2 separate regions of the Mus musculus genome follow, and region 2 is linked to region 1. Evidence: chromatin contacts called from public HiChIP or PLAC-seq data. All regions are on one chromosome and are shown on one strand. Each heading gives the region's core, a stretch centred on a gene start, on an enhancer-like site or on the middle of the called end of the contact. The rest is flanking DNA. Distances are from core to core; before and after follow the strand shown. Region 1 has its middle 17 kb from the start of Tra2a. Region 2 overlaps Fam221a (family with sequence similarity 221, member A).

The links. HiChIP or PLAC-seq counts read pairs in DNA pulled down with a chosen protein or histone mark.
Region 2: an HNF4G HiChIP or PLAC-seq map of pancreatic cancer cells shows a contact between it and region 1. The contact joins two enhancer-like sites. A contact is called at or near these places in 1 of 39 promoter capture datasets (neutrophils), 7 of 484 Hi-C or Micro-C datasets (the CH12 cell line, bone marrow-derived macrophages, cerebral cortex and 4 more), 12 of 115 datasets of contacts at active chromatin or transcription factors (the 230-238 cell line, bone marrow-derived macrophages, embryonic midbrain and 7 more) and 3 of 9 other capture datasets (adipose tissue, liver and pancreatic islet).

The regions. Positions count from the first base shown.
Region 1 is chr6:49,277,893-49,284,003 of GRCm38.p6, forward strand. No RefSeq gene overlaps it. Among named protein-coding and RNA genes, the nearest start is that of Tra2a, 17 kb to the left of the region's middle. Within about 2 kb of position 4,434, at least 25 of the 459 cell types and tissues checked have an H3K27ac peak or open chromatin away from gene starts, as enhancers often do. A contact at or near this core is called in pancreatic cancer cells, where this site is marked.
Region 2 is chr6:49,372,597-49,378,899 of GRCm38.p6, forward strand. It overlaps Fam221a (family with sequence similarity 221, member A), which reads left to right. Exons shown (of 7, transcript NM_172727.3): 2 at 1-145; 3 at 3,508-3,698; 4 at 5,800-6,006. Among named protein-coding and RNA genes, the nearest start is that of Fam221a, 8.0 kb to the left of the region's middle. Within about 2 kb of position 1,510, at least 30 of the 459 cell types and tissues checked have an H3K27ac peak or open chromatin away from gene starts, as enhancers often do. A contact at or near this core is called in pancreatic cancer cells, where this site is marked.

The DNA.
Region 1 (6,111 bases), core at 3,184-5,683:
AATTAATTCAATTAGTTTTTCTAGGTCTATAACATTTAAAAGCTTAAGACATGTTTGTTTGTTTTTTTTTTTTTTTTTAATATGTCAAGGCCTGGGTAACTGCTGATTGTCTGATATTACTGTAGCCATTTTGTCTTATGCCTGCAGCCAGCCATGTTATGCTGTTACTAGAAAACTTTCTCATGCCTGAGATCATTGTATACTCTGTCATGTTCTATGCCTTAGTGATTTTGGAAACTCCCTAAACCCTCACCCTACTTTAGAAGCAACCACAGTAAAGTTTAAGTTCCCAAGACCTTCCTGGGTAACTGACACCCTGGTGGGCAAGTTGAGACATGAATGCTAATTAAGCAAGTCTCCCCACTACAGTTGAATTACCCAATCAGTGGGAACAGGCTAAATGTACCACAAAGACATGTTCCTAAGGAAGTCCCCTATCCCTACATCCTGATTGGTGAGATAACTTGGCACAGATGTTTATGGATTTCAGGCTTGGGATTGCAATCTCAGCTCCCAAGTTTGACCTACATCCCTGATCGATCATTCCTAAGGTGTGTGTTCAATAAATTATCCCGGTTAGACTGAGATCAGTGTCAGAATGGTTTATGGGGTGATTCCTGGACCCCAACATACACATAAGATATTTTTTTGCACTGCTACAACAATTTTGTTATAAATTGTGTGTGTGTGCGGGATCACTATATTAAAAAAAATTGTCCTTTATTTGTTTTGGTTTTTTTTGAGACAGGATCTTGTTACAGTGTCCTGGTTGTCCTCTTCTGGACTCCATGATACCAGGCTCTCAGATAGGGCAAAGATTTACATATAGGCAAAACACCCATACTCATAAATATGTAAACAATAAATAAATAAATAAATAAATAAATAAATAAAATCAGTTGGTGAGATGACTCTACAGATAAGGGAGCTTGCTGCCAAGCCCAGTGACGTGAGCTGAATCCCCAGAACCCACATGGTGGAAGAAGAGAGCTGATTCCTGAAAACTGAGAGCTCATGTTAGGGGATGATGTAAGAAGAGGGCAGCATGCTCAGTCTCCCCTTTTACACACACACACACACACTCACACACACACACACACACACACACACACACACACACTGTTGGGAGCTATTAAGACAACACTATTGTCCTGATCTCTGAATTGGGCCTCTCCCACCAAGAAGAAAAGGGGGTCAAAAGCAGGCCACCAATACACCGCTCCGAGAACAACCACAGATTGTTCCAGCCCTAAGTCAGCGCCGGATGTCCTGACCTCAAGATGTACCCTGATACCACCAAGTTCCTGCTTCCCCATGTAGTTGCCAAAAGAAAAATTTCTGCTGCCCCATCCCTCCTGCTGAGAAGTACTTCTGCTGCCCCATTCCTCCTGCTGAGAAGTACTTCCCCTTTTTGCTTGTGCATTTAAGCCTTGAGCCTTGCTAATACAGTGACACCTTGATGCTAATCAGACTGTTTACATGTAGTTTCTTGCACTTGGTGTCTGTCTCTCCCTCCCCCCATTTGGTTCTTAGGAGAAAGTCCCCTCGAGACCCTTGAATAACTGGACCTGCTGGATGGGTCAACACACTGATGTAACAAATAATAACTAAAAGCTAAACAAAAACTAAGCAAAAAGCTGTGCTGCAAACACACATGCCATAATTTTATCCCCCCACCTCCAAAAAAAGTCAGAAAGGTTCTTTTTTTTTTTTTTTTTTTTTTTTTTTCATTTTGAGACAGTGTCTTACTATTCAGCCTATGCTAGCTTTGAGCAGGTGGTTCTACAACAACACTATCTTGAGTGCTGGGATTACAGGTGTGTGCCACTATTCCTGATCTCCCAATATAGACCAAGCTGGCTTTAAACTCACAGAGCTCTGCCTGAATCTGCTTCCCTCCTGCTGGGGACGCAGGCATGCACCACCATGCTCAGCTAAGTACTGGCTCTTGGTAATTTTATAAAATAAGTGCAGGGTCAGTCAGCGCTCTCTCCACCAACACCCTAACCCTGCCTCCCCAGAGTCTTGCTGTGCAGTTCACACTTGCCTCAAACTCTGGTTCAGCCCCACCATAAGTGCTAGGATTATAGCCGTGTGCCACAGCCTGACTCCTCTATTCATTTTTCATTTGGCCAAGGAGGGGGAAGGGGAAATGAGACACAGAGAAACCAATAATTCCCCCACACTCACACAAGTGGTAAATGCAAAGCTGAGATGATTCAGGAAGGCTAAATTAGGGTCCTCCAATCTTAAATCTCTATAGCATTCACCTTGATAGAAAAGTACATTGATGGACCTGGAGTTACACAGTAGAGAGGGTCCTATCAGGGGTGAGGACCTGGCTAAGAGATGGAGAAAAAGCCCAGAAACACAGAGTAACCCATGCCGACCAGTGACAGTAGGGAGATATGAGAGGAGTGGTCACCTCAATGCTGCCTCCCTGAATGGATGTTTTGAATCTCATACAGTTAACAGCTGTTCTTTGGGTAAAGGGGATCATGGGGGATTCTCAGAAACGTTTTCCATCTGACCCTGTCAAGTTCTGTATCAGCAACACTAGTGTCTTCAATATTTTCAGGGTCAGTGCTCTGGGAAGCAGACAGGCATCAGAAGTCTAGGCATCGGGCTGGAGAGATGGCTCAGTGGTTAAGAGCACCGACTGCTCTTCCAAAGGTCCTGAGTTCAAATCCCAGCAACCACATGGTGGCTCACAACAATCCATAACAAAAATCTGATGTCCTTTTCTGGAGTGTCTGAAGACAGCTACATATAATAAATAAATAAATAAATAAATAAGTCTAGGCATCAAGTGCTTTTGGGAACAAATATGATTGAATTCTGCCTTCAGTACCTTCTAAGCAAATCTTAGAAAACATATCCTTAAACAGGGGGTCTGGGCTTAAGATCCTGTGTCTACCACTTAGGTTCTGGGGCAAGTTTGATAAATCTCTGTGTAAAATGGAAATAAAAAATATTTTAGGATGATTGTGAGGTGTTAATATGTCCACAGTGCTCAGCTGGTACTTGGCACACAGAGATTGCTCAGTTATTTATTTTTGCTTAATGTGGGCATAATGTTATTGAGCACTGTGTAAACATTATCCTTGTATTATTCAAATGCTGATTTCTCTGCCTCTGTATCTGGTTGCAATCCAGTCATTGAAATGCTTGTTCTAAGGACCTCATGTCTCAGTGTTGTGTAAACAGTGCTCTGCATTTATTCTCTGATCTCCAATAAAAGCTGGTCAGCCAATGACTGAGCAGGGAAGAGAATAGGGCTGGGCTTCCAATTCCAGCGAAGGGAGGGGAGAGAAAGGAGAAGAAAATTCACCAAATGGAAAGGGTCCAAGAGCCATCAGAACATACTTGGAGCAGAGAGAGCCAGACCAATACTAAAAATACAAGGATTTTGGCTGGAAGGTGGCTAGATTAGTTTGGAGGATTAGAATAGATTAATAATCTATCAATTATTGTGCCATAAAGCTTTTCAAATAAATCTATGGTCTCTGTCTCATTTATTTGGGAGTTAGCCAGATAAAGAAAATAGTACCACTATTTAAATTGCTTTAACAGCTTAATAATGGAGAAATCTAGAACTTAGGGCAATCTTTTTTTTCTTTTTATTAGATAATTTCTTCATTTACAATTCAAATACTATCCTGAAAGTACCCCATACCTTCCCCCCCAGCCCCCCCACCCTGCTCCCCAACCCACCCACTCCTGCTTCCTGGCCTTGGCATTCCCCTGTACTGGGGTATCTGATCTTTGCAAGACCAAGGGCCTCTCCTTAGGGCAATCTTTTTGGGCAAATCTAAAACTATTTATTTTTTCTCCTTTCTTCACCCCTTTCTTTCTTTCTTTCTTTCTTTCTTTCTTTCGTTCGTTCGTTCGTTCTTTCTTTCTTCCTTCCTTCCTTTCTCTTCCTATCTGGAAAGAAACACAAATCAGTCTCTGTAATTTTTGTGTGAGAATGTAGATCTTTTAGAGGGCTCTCTGAAGTGGAAACTTCTAGTTCTTTGGAAAGTTAGCTATGTCAAATGATGTTTTCTGGGGCACATAGGTGAAAGGATGTCTTGCTAAAGCAAACACATGAAAGAATATTTTCCTGAAGCAGACACAGGTGAAAGAATGGTTTGACAACAGACACATGAAAGGATGCTTGATGAAGGAGCATAAATGTGACCACACAGACAGTGGGAGACTGGCAATGAGCATTGGTTTGATTTGCTCCACCTTGGTATTCCTCATTAATGACACACAGTATTGGTTCACCTTACATAGTGTTGTTGAGTTCAACTCATGGTAATGACACCACTGAGAGACACTTGCCCAAGAACTGCTTGTGTGGTTCCTGCAGCAGCTTGTCACTTCCGCAGCCTCACCTCAGGCAACTTGGCAAGCCTGGCAGTTTCTTCAGGACTAGACTACAGTTGCTGGCTCATGCCTGGTGTCTGCCTGCCAAGAGGACTGGACTGTAGCTGCCAGTGCCTGTGTGGTATCTGTCTGCCTAGAGGACTGGACTGCAGCTGCTGAGTCATGTTTGATGTTTGCTATGGAACTGAACTGCTGAGAAAGATTGAGCTAGCCCCTAAAGTAACTATTGCTGAACAGGTCCACTTCCTCCATATCTTAATAACCTTTATTTTCCCTTACCTCTGCTGGGTGGTGGACTAGAAGAGAGGTTAAACCCTTATTAAAAATTAATTTTTAATAATTAATTAATTTAATTGCAAAAAATTTATGCCTACAGCTCTCTCTTCCTCATTCTGTCTCTGAGTGTGTGTGTGTGTGTGTGTGTGTGTGTGTGTGTGTGCACGCATGTGATGTATGGCACACATAGAGACCAGAAGAGGGCATCAAATGAACTGGAGCTAGAGTTATAGGCAGTTGTGAGCGACTCAGTGTGAGTATGGAGAACCAAAGTCTGAGAACTGAGATGACCATGACCATGCCTTCTAGATGTCAGTATCCCAGATCCTCAGAAACATGTCAATATTTGAACAACTGTTAGAAGATATGAGAAAGCAGAGGCAATTATCCTGTGTAACTACCCTACATAGGCTAATTGTCTCTGTCTCCAGAGTGTTGGGATTTAAGGCACACAGCACCACACCTGGCCTTATAAGGTTTTACATGAATAAACCTTAGCAAATGTCGACACACTGGAATAAGTTAGAGCTAGAAGCAGCAAAGAAGCAGTAATCAGTCATATGTCCCATGAAAAGAGATGTCTGGTCCGTTTTGTAGTTTTAGAACATATGATTGTTTTCTCTGTGTTCACACATGATTAAAGGGTGCCAATAGTTTGACTTAATCCATCACAACCACAGAGTAACTTATCTGATGTAGGCATTCCATAGGATTTATTTAAGTAGGCCACCAAGGTTTAATTGTGAGTTCTCAGCCAGCCAAGACTGTATAGCAAAGGAGACATTGCTTGTCTCAAACAAGAACAACAACAAAGACCCTACCAACAAACAAAACCCCCACAGCTGGAACAGAAGCTCATAAGGAAAATGAGAGCATGCCCAAGGGCTCCTGACAGAGCTCCTGACATGTAGTGAAAGATTTACATTCTGGTCTGGGGAGATGCTCAGTGGGAAAACGCATGTGCTATGCAAGCCTGAGGACCAGAGTTCAGATCCCTAGAACCCATGCAAGGCTGAATGTGGTGTCTTTGTCTGTAATCTCTGTGCTCCTAAATCCAGATGGGAGGTGGAGACAGGAGAGAGGCCCAGCCAGCCTTCTAGGAGCAAGTGGTCAATGATGAAAGAGGCCCAGTGTCAAACAAGGTGGACGGCTGGGACTGACACACCTGAGATTAAACAGGCAGGGTGGTGGTGCTGGTGTGTGAATGGCAACCGAGGAATGATATCTGAGGTTGTTCCTTGGCCTACATACACACACACACACACACACACACAGACGGAGAGGGAGAGGGAGAGTGAGAGAGGGAGAGGATATCTGAGCTTGTTCCTTGGCCTACATACATACAAAAGCTTACTTTAGCAAAGAAGTTGGCCAGTGATGATGACGATGATGAAAACAACAATGACGACTGCAACTTTTTTTGTTTTTTGAGACGAGGTCTTGCTATATAGACTGTACTGT
Region 2 (6,303 bases), core at 260-2,759, 92 kb after region 1:
TTTTTACTCCTGAAGAATATGAAGAATACAAGAAAAAAGTTTTACCCATGCGTTTACAGAACAGATTATTTGTGAGTTGGCGGTCACCAACAGGAATGGATTGCAAACTTGTTGGCCCGGAGACATTGTGTTTTTGTACCCATAGGTAAGATACTGTATCATTTTCTTTTTTTTAATGTTTTTTAAAATTATGTGTGTGTGTGTGTGTGTGTGTGTGTGTGTGTGTGTTTGTGTATCTCTGGGTGGGTATGTGCAGGTGACTGCAGAAACCTCAGGCATCAGATCTGCCTGGAGCAGGAGTTACAGATGGCTGTGAGCCACCTAAGATAGGAACAGTGACCCAGACTCGTGCACTTCACTGCTGAGCCGTCTCTCCAGCCCACTTTATCATGATTTTCAGATGGCTAGAAAATTACAACTATAGCAAAAACGTGTCTTCCTCCTGTAAATAACAGCATGATGATTAAGAAACATTTGATGCTGGCATTTCCATAGTGCTCTAGAATTATGTTAGGGATTATAAATATATAATAAACTTCCATACCCTGTTAAACTTATCACAGAGTCTGTCACCATGAGCAACTCTTGGGTTGCCATTGGTAACAGAAGATGATGTTTTCCCAGGGGTCTTTCAGTTTGGGGAAAGTAGCATCTGCTGGTCCTGTTGTTAGGTAGGTAGGTGCTGTGTTGTTAGATAGGTAGGTGCTGTGTTATTAGATAGATAGGTGCTGTGTTGTTAGATAGATAGATAGATAGATAGATAGATAGATAGATAGATAGATAGATAGGTGCTGTGTTGTTAGATAGATAGATGCTGTGTTGTTAGATAGATAGGTAGATGCTGGGTTGTTAGATAGGTAGGTAGGTGCTGTGTTGTTAGATAAGTAGGTGATGTGTTGTTAGATAGGTAGATGCTGGGTGGCCACGCTGATCTGTGCTGTTCAGACTACTCATCCACAGCAGACCCACTTCTCCTCAGAGCTAGGAATCGCCCTCAAATCCTCAAGGAGTACTGCATTGGTGGTTTTCATTCTCTATTTGTTTGTTCATTTCTTGGAGAGAGGACCGCGCTATTTATCTCAGGCTGGCTTGGGACTTGCTGTATATTACTAACTAGCCTCAAATTCATGATTCTCTGGCCTATCAGGTGCTGGGATTACAGCCATGTATCCCCATACTTGGCCTCATACCTTGAACAAACAAAAATGCAAATTCTTTTGACTTCAAATTGTTGTGTTAAAAAACATTGCCTAGAAGAGAGACCTGAGGGACCAGTCATAAATGTGTGTTATTTGTATTGTTGTGCCTGTGCATTTCTTCCGATTTTTCTATCAAAATGACCAAATTGCTTTGCAAAATGTACAAAACAAAAGAACCACTGAACACGGTACCTATTTTTAGGGGCCAGGTTTAACTTTTCAGCCTAAGGAATCCATGGAAGGGGAACTGCCTTGTTTCAACAGCACTTCTGAGGCTGTTTCTGAGAGACTCTTTGTCTAGTTGCTGTTTACAGAGTTGCTACAGAGTTACAGTAGTTGTTAGGCAGTTGCTAGGATGAGTAATGTGTATAGATTGCCTCTCAGCTTACCTAGAAACCCTGACTAAAGACACCAGGGAGGAGTGGAGGGTGATGGCTACATGTTTATATCTGTCAAAACTGTAGGGCACGGGCAAACCTGTGGTAGTCTTATAATCTGTGCTTGTGAACATTTAATGTCAGTTTCTGTGTGGAATTTGTACAGCCTGAATATGATCCTCAAGATTCAACCCAACTGCAATGAAGACATTACTCTGTAGTATTCATCACTTAATAAAATTCCTATCCAATGTGTGTCTTTCTGTTTATAAAAAATGGGGAGTATACAGAATGGTAGCCGGACGCTGACCACCCAGAGCCTGTCCGTACTTTTCATTTTATCTGTGTAATTTCCTCTTTGCCTTGTTTATTTAGTTTCATATTCTGTGCATGTATAAATTATAAGCACTGTTTTTTTCATGATTGAGTCACAGAAAATGTGTATGTGCATAGCCATTAGTAATCTGAAGGCAGGTTTTATAATTGCTCTGTGTTCCAGCTAGTCCAGTGGTGTTCACTGTTGTTCTCGAAGCCATGAGCGAGACTCAGGCATGTGCCAGGCAGAAAGGCAGGTTACACAAATGGGGATTCCAATTCCTGTCCTTCCCGGGCCTAACCGACTCAACTTCTAAATTATCACATATATAGTATTGTGATTTGGTAAAGGCTTTTATCTAAACAGAGGGCTTTGTTGCTTAAAAAAATGTGAAGATGGCTCTCTAGAAATGGATTTATGCATTCTGCTAGTGCATTTACTATTGATAACACCACCTTAAAGTCAAACCCTAATCTATATATATGTAGAATTATTTTTTAAGAGTGTATTTTCCAAAATGAATTCTAGGGTTAAAGGATGAAAGTTTTAGAGTTTCTTGAAATAAGTAAATTACATTAAAGTTATATTAAACTTATTTTAGGTTTAGATAGCAAAGGATAAAAATAAATTTAAGTGATGCACTTTAATGAAGACCATTCTTTGTAAAAATCTTGCATTTATTTATCTGTTCATTCATTATTTCTTTACTTATGTGTATGTGCATGCATGGGGGTCAGTGGATCCAGGGATTAAACTCAGGGCATTAGGCTCGGCAGCAAGTGCCTTTATCCACTGGCACATCTCACAGGCCCTTTTAGCTTTCTTGGTGTGCTAGGGTACTCACTGTCTTATACACAGTAGGCAAGTGATCTATCACTAAGCTGTATAATTTTATATGATTTTATAGTGCGTGTGTATGAGATAGAGAGATAGGTGACACAGGCCTGCTCTGCCACAGTGTGGATGTGCACAGGACCACTTAAGGGGAGTGGTTCACTCCTCCCACCATGTAGATTTTAGGTTTCAAAATAAGGTCATTGGATTTGGCGGCAGACCCCTTCCCTGACTTGCCACTTCCCTCGCACCTTAATATTTTGACAGGGTTTTGCTGAATAGCCCAGGCTGGCTTCAAACTCATGATTCTCCTGCCTCTGCTTTCTGAGTGCTGAGGTCGTACGTGTATACCACTGCACCCGACTCAGTAGAAACCTGCTATAAAGAGCTGTTTTGTGTGGCTGGTTATATTTTAGTAGTGGAACAAACATGATGTCTTAGGTTTGATTTCCAGCACAGTCCCTATAAAATTAGGAACATTCTCTTCTACTGAGGATATGCATCCCAGACTAAAGAACTGCAATGGCAAGGATTTTAAGGGATTTATATTTCTTCATACAGTTGTGAAACTTTTTAAATAATCAAAAATTAAAATCTGAAAACGTGAAGGCTCCTGACTAAAGCTGTTAGAAGTGTCCATGTAGGGGTTTACTTACCATATTAATATAAATAGATAACAAGAGATAAAAACAGAATCAAAATAATTACGTATGCATCTAATAGACACCAAATTGTAATGTTTGACAACATCCAAATGTGTTTGTGTTTCTATTTTCTAAAGGTATAAACAGCACAAAACTGACTTTGAAACGATCCCACAGCAGCGTCCCATTGCCCTGCCGTGCCGAGTGAGTGGTTGCCGGTGCAAGGCTTACCACTATGTCCCTCTGAATGGTACCCAGCCTATTCGCTGCAGGTGCAAGCACTTTGCTGATCAGCACAGTGCCGCTCTTGGCTTCACATGCAATGCCTGTAAGTTCCATTCTTATGCGAAGTTGCAGAGTGCTCTAAGTTCTTCATTAAATACTTATTGGATTTGACAGTTCATTTAGTTACAAAGTCAATATTTAGCTACAAAGTAAAATTCAATGCGTGGAGACTCAGTTCTTGGAATGTTTGAAGTTCAGTCATTATAAGTAACAGGGATAGATTTTAAAGAATTACTAGACAAGACCTGATTATTATTATTATTATTTCATTTTTATTTTTGGAGACAGGGTTTCTTTGTGTTGCCTGGCTGTCCTGGAACTAGCTCTGTAAACCAGGCTGGCCTCGAACTCACAGAGATCCATCTGCCCCCTGCCTCCTGAGTCGCTGGAATTAAAGACATGAGCCACCACTGCCTGGCTCAAAAGTTGTTTTTTGTTGTTTTCTAAATTTATTTTAATTTAATTTTATGCCTATGGGTATCTTGTCTACATGTGTATCTTGTACCGCATGTGCTCTTGGTACATGTGAAGGCCAGGAAAAGGATACCTGGAACTAGACTTATAGATGGCTGTGAACTGCCCTGTGGGTGCTGGGTTCTCTATAGAAGAGCAGTAAGTGCTCTTAACCACTGACACATCTCTCCAGCTCTGGTGAAGTTTTCAGTAATGGGGTGGAGTAAAGCAGTAAATAATAATTATTATTCTTATGGAGGACCTAGGTTCAGTTCTAGCACCTACATGATGCCTTTCAACCATTTGTAGACAGACATTGTACACATTCATACATTTAGACAATCACGCATACACACAAACATAAAATAAATCTATAAAAATAATAAAAATGTTTTTTAATGAGAATTTTATTAATCTGGTCCCTTTTTTTGCTGTGGCAGTTGATATTGGGTGGGCATTGATCCAAAGATCTCATGAATACTAGGCAAGGCCACTGAGCTACACCCCCAGTCTTAAATGAATTCTTTACAGACTTTTTATTTTTTGGTTGATTTTTTCGAGACAGGGTTTCTCTGTATAGCCCTGGCTGTCCTGGAACTCACTTTGTAGACCAGGCTGGCCTCAAACTCAGAAATCTGCCTGCCTCTGCCTCCCGAGTGCTGGGATTAAAGGCGTGGCCACCACCGCCCAGCTTCGTTATAGACTTTTAATTTTTTTTTTTTTTTTTTTTTTTTTTTTTTTTTGGTTTTTCAAGACAGGGTTTCTCTGTATAGCCCTGGCTGTCCTGGAACTCACGTTATAGACTTTTAAAAAAGTGATTTTATAATTTAAAAAAAAAAAAAGCAACAACCTGACAAACATTTCAGATTTTCTGACTGTGGGTGCTCAGACAGTAAATTCTACATGTAGTAGTTCCAGGTCAGTGAACAGATCTGAAGCATTTCTTACTGCAAGCAGTCTGGCTAAAGAGAACTCAACCTGGGAAACAGTTTACTGACAGTAGCAGAGTGACTGATTCATCCGACAAGCATGGAATTAGTTGTATAAAACTTAGGTGCTTTGGTAACCATCCACAGGTATAAGTAGTGTGAGCAGGTAAAGATTTTACATTATATATTCTGGTCTCTATTCCAATATGGCTGCTTAACAAATCGTACCTGTGCACACGTGCATGACCCTAGTGCTGGCAAAGGCCAGAAGAGGGCATCGGATCCCCTGAAATTGGAGACCTGAATTCAGGTCTTCTACAAGAACAGTATGTGCTTTCAAGCTACTGAGCCATCTCTTCAGACTTTGTTGATTTATTTATTCTTTTAGAGTCAGGGTTTTGCTGTGTATACGGGCCTGGCCTGAGAGTTGTGATTCTCCTGTCTTAGCCTCCAGAGTTCTTGGCCTATAGTAGTTTACCACAGCGCTCAGCTTTTACATAGCTTTTGAGGAGAGAGTTTGTGTCTTCTGTCACTCCAGTTTTTAATGCAGCATCTTTTGGGTCCAGTTGGTCATTGAAACCCTCCCCCACTTCAGTGTTTACTCCTTAACTACTTCAGCATCTGTAAGAATAAGCAGTGGCTGGAGATAAGAGATGCAGGGTCAGAGGACCTACCCTTATCTGGCTCTGGCTAAGAGAACTGTCCCAGGGTAGGCAGCTTAGTGCTTGTTTTTAACAGTTTGCCCTTTGTGTCTTCATCCAGGCTCCAAGTGCTCGGGCTTCCACAGCTGCTACACTTGTGCCTGTGGCCAGCCGGCATATGCCCACGACACAGTGGTGGAAACACGGCAAGAAAGGCTGGCTCAGGGAAAACCGGTAGGACGGGATGTTCCTTATGCGGCAATGGGAGGTTTAACTGGTTTCAGCTCCCTGGCAGAAGGCTACATGCGCTTAGATGACAGTGGCATCGGTAAGTGAGGAAGCGTGAGCTTGGCACGAGGCGCACCAACAGTAACAGATTTACACTGGCTGACTTAGAGTCATTTTCTTTCAGAAAAAAATTCCCTTACTTGGTTTTTATCTTAAAAACTTTGTTGCACCATACAACATATTGTTATAGAAAACTGACAAAACTCAAGAGGAAAGATTATTCTGTGGCAGTACTTAACCAGAGCTGTCCCTGACTGTCGGTGGGAGGAGCTGCAGGACACTTTTGTTGTGTGCAGCTTGTATTGCAATGCTCCTGCTTTTTCCCCTCCCCCACCAC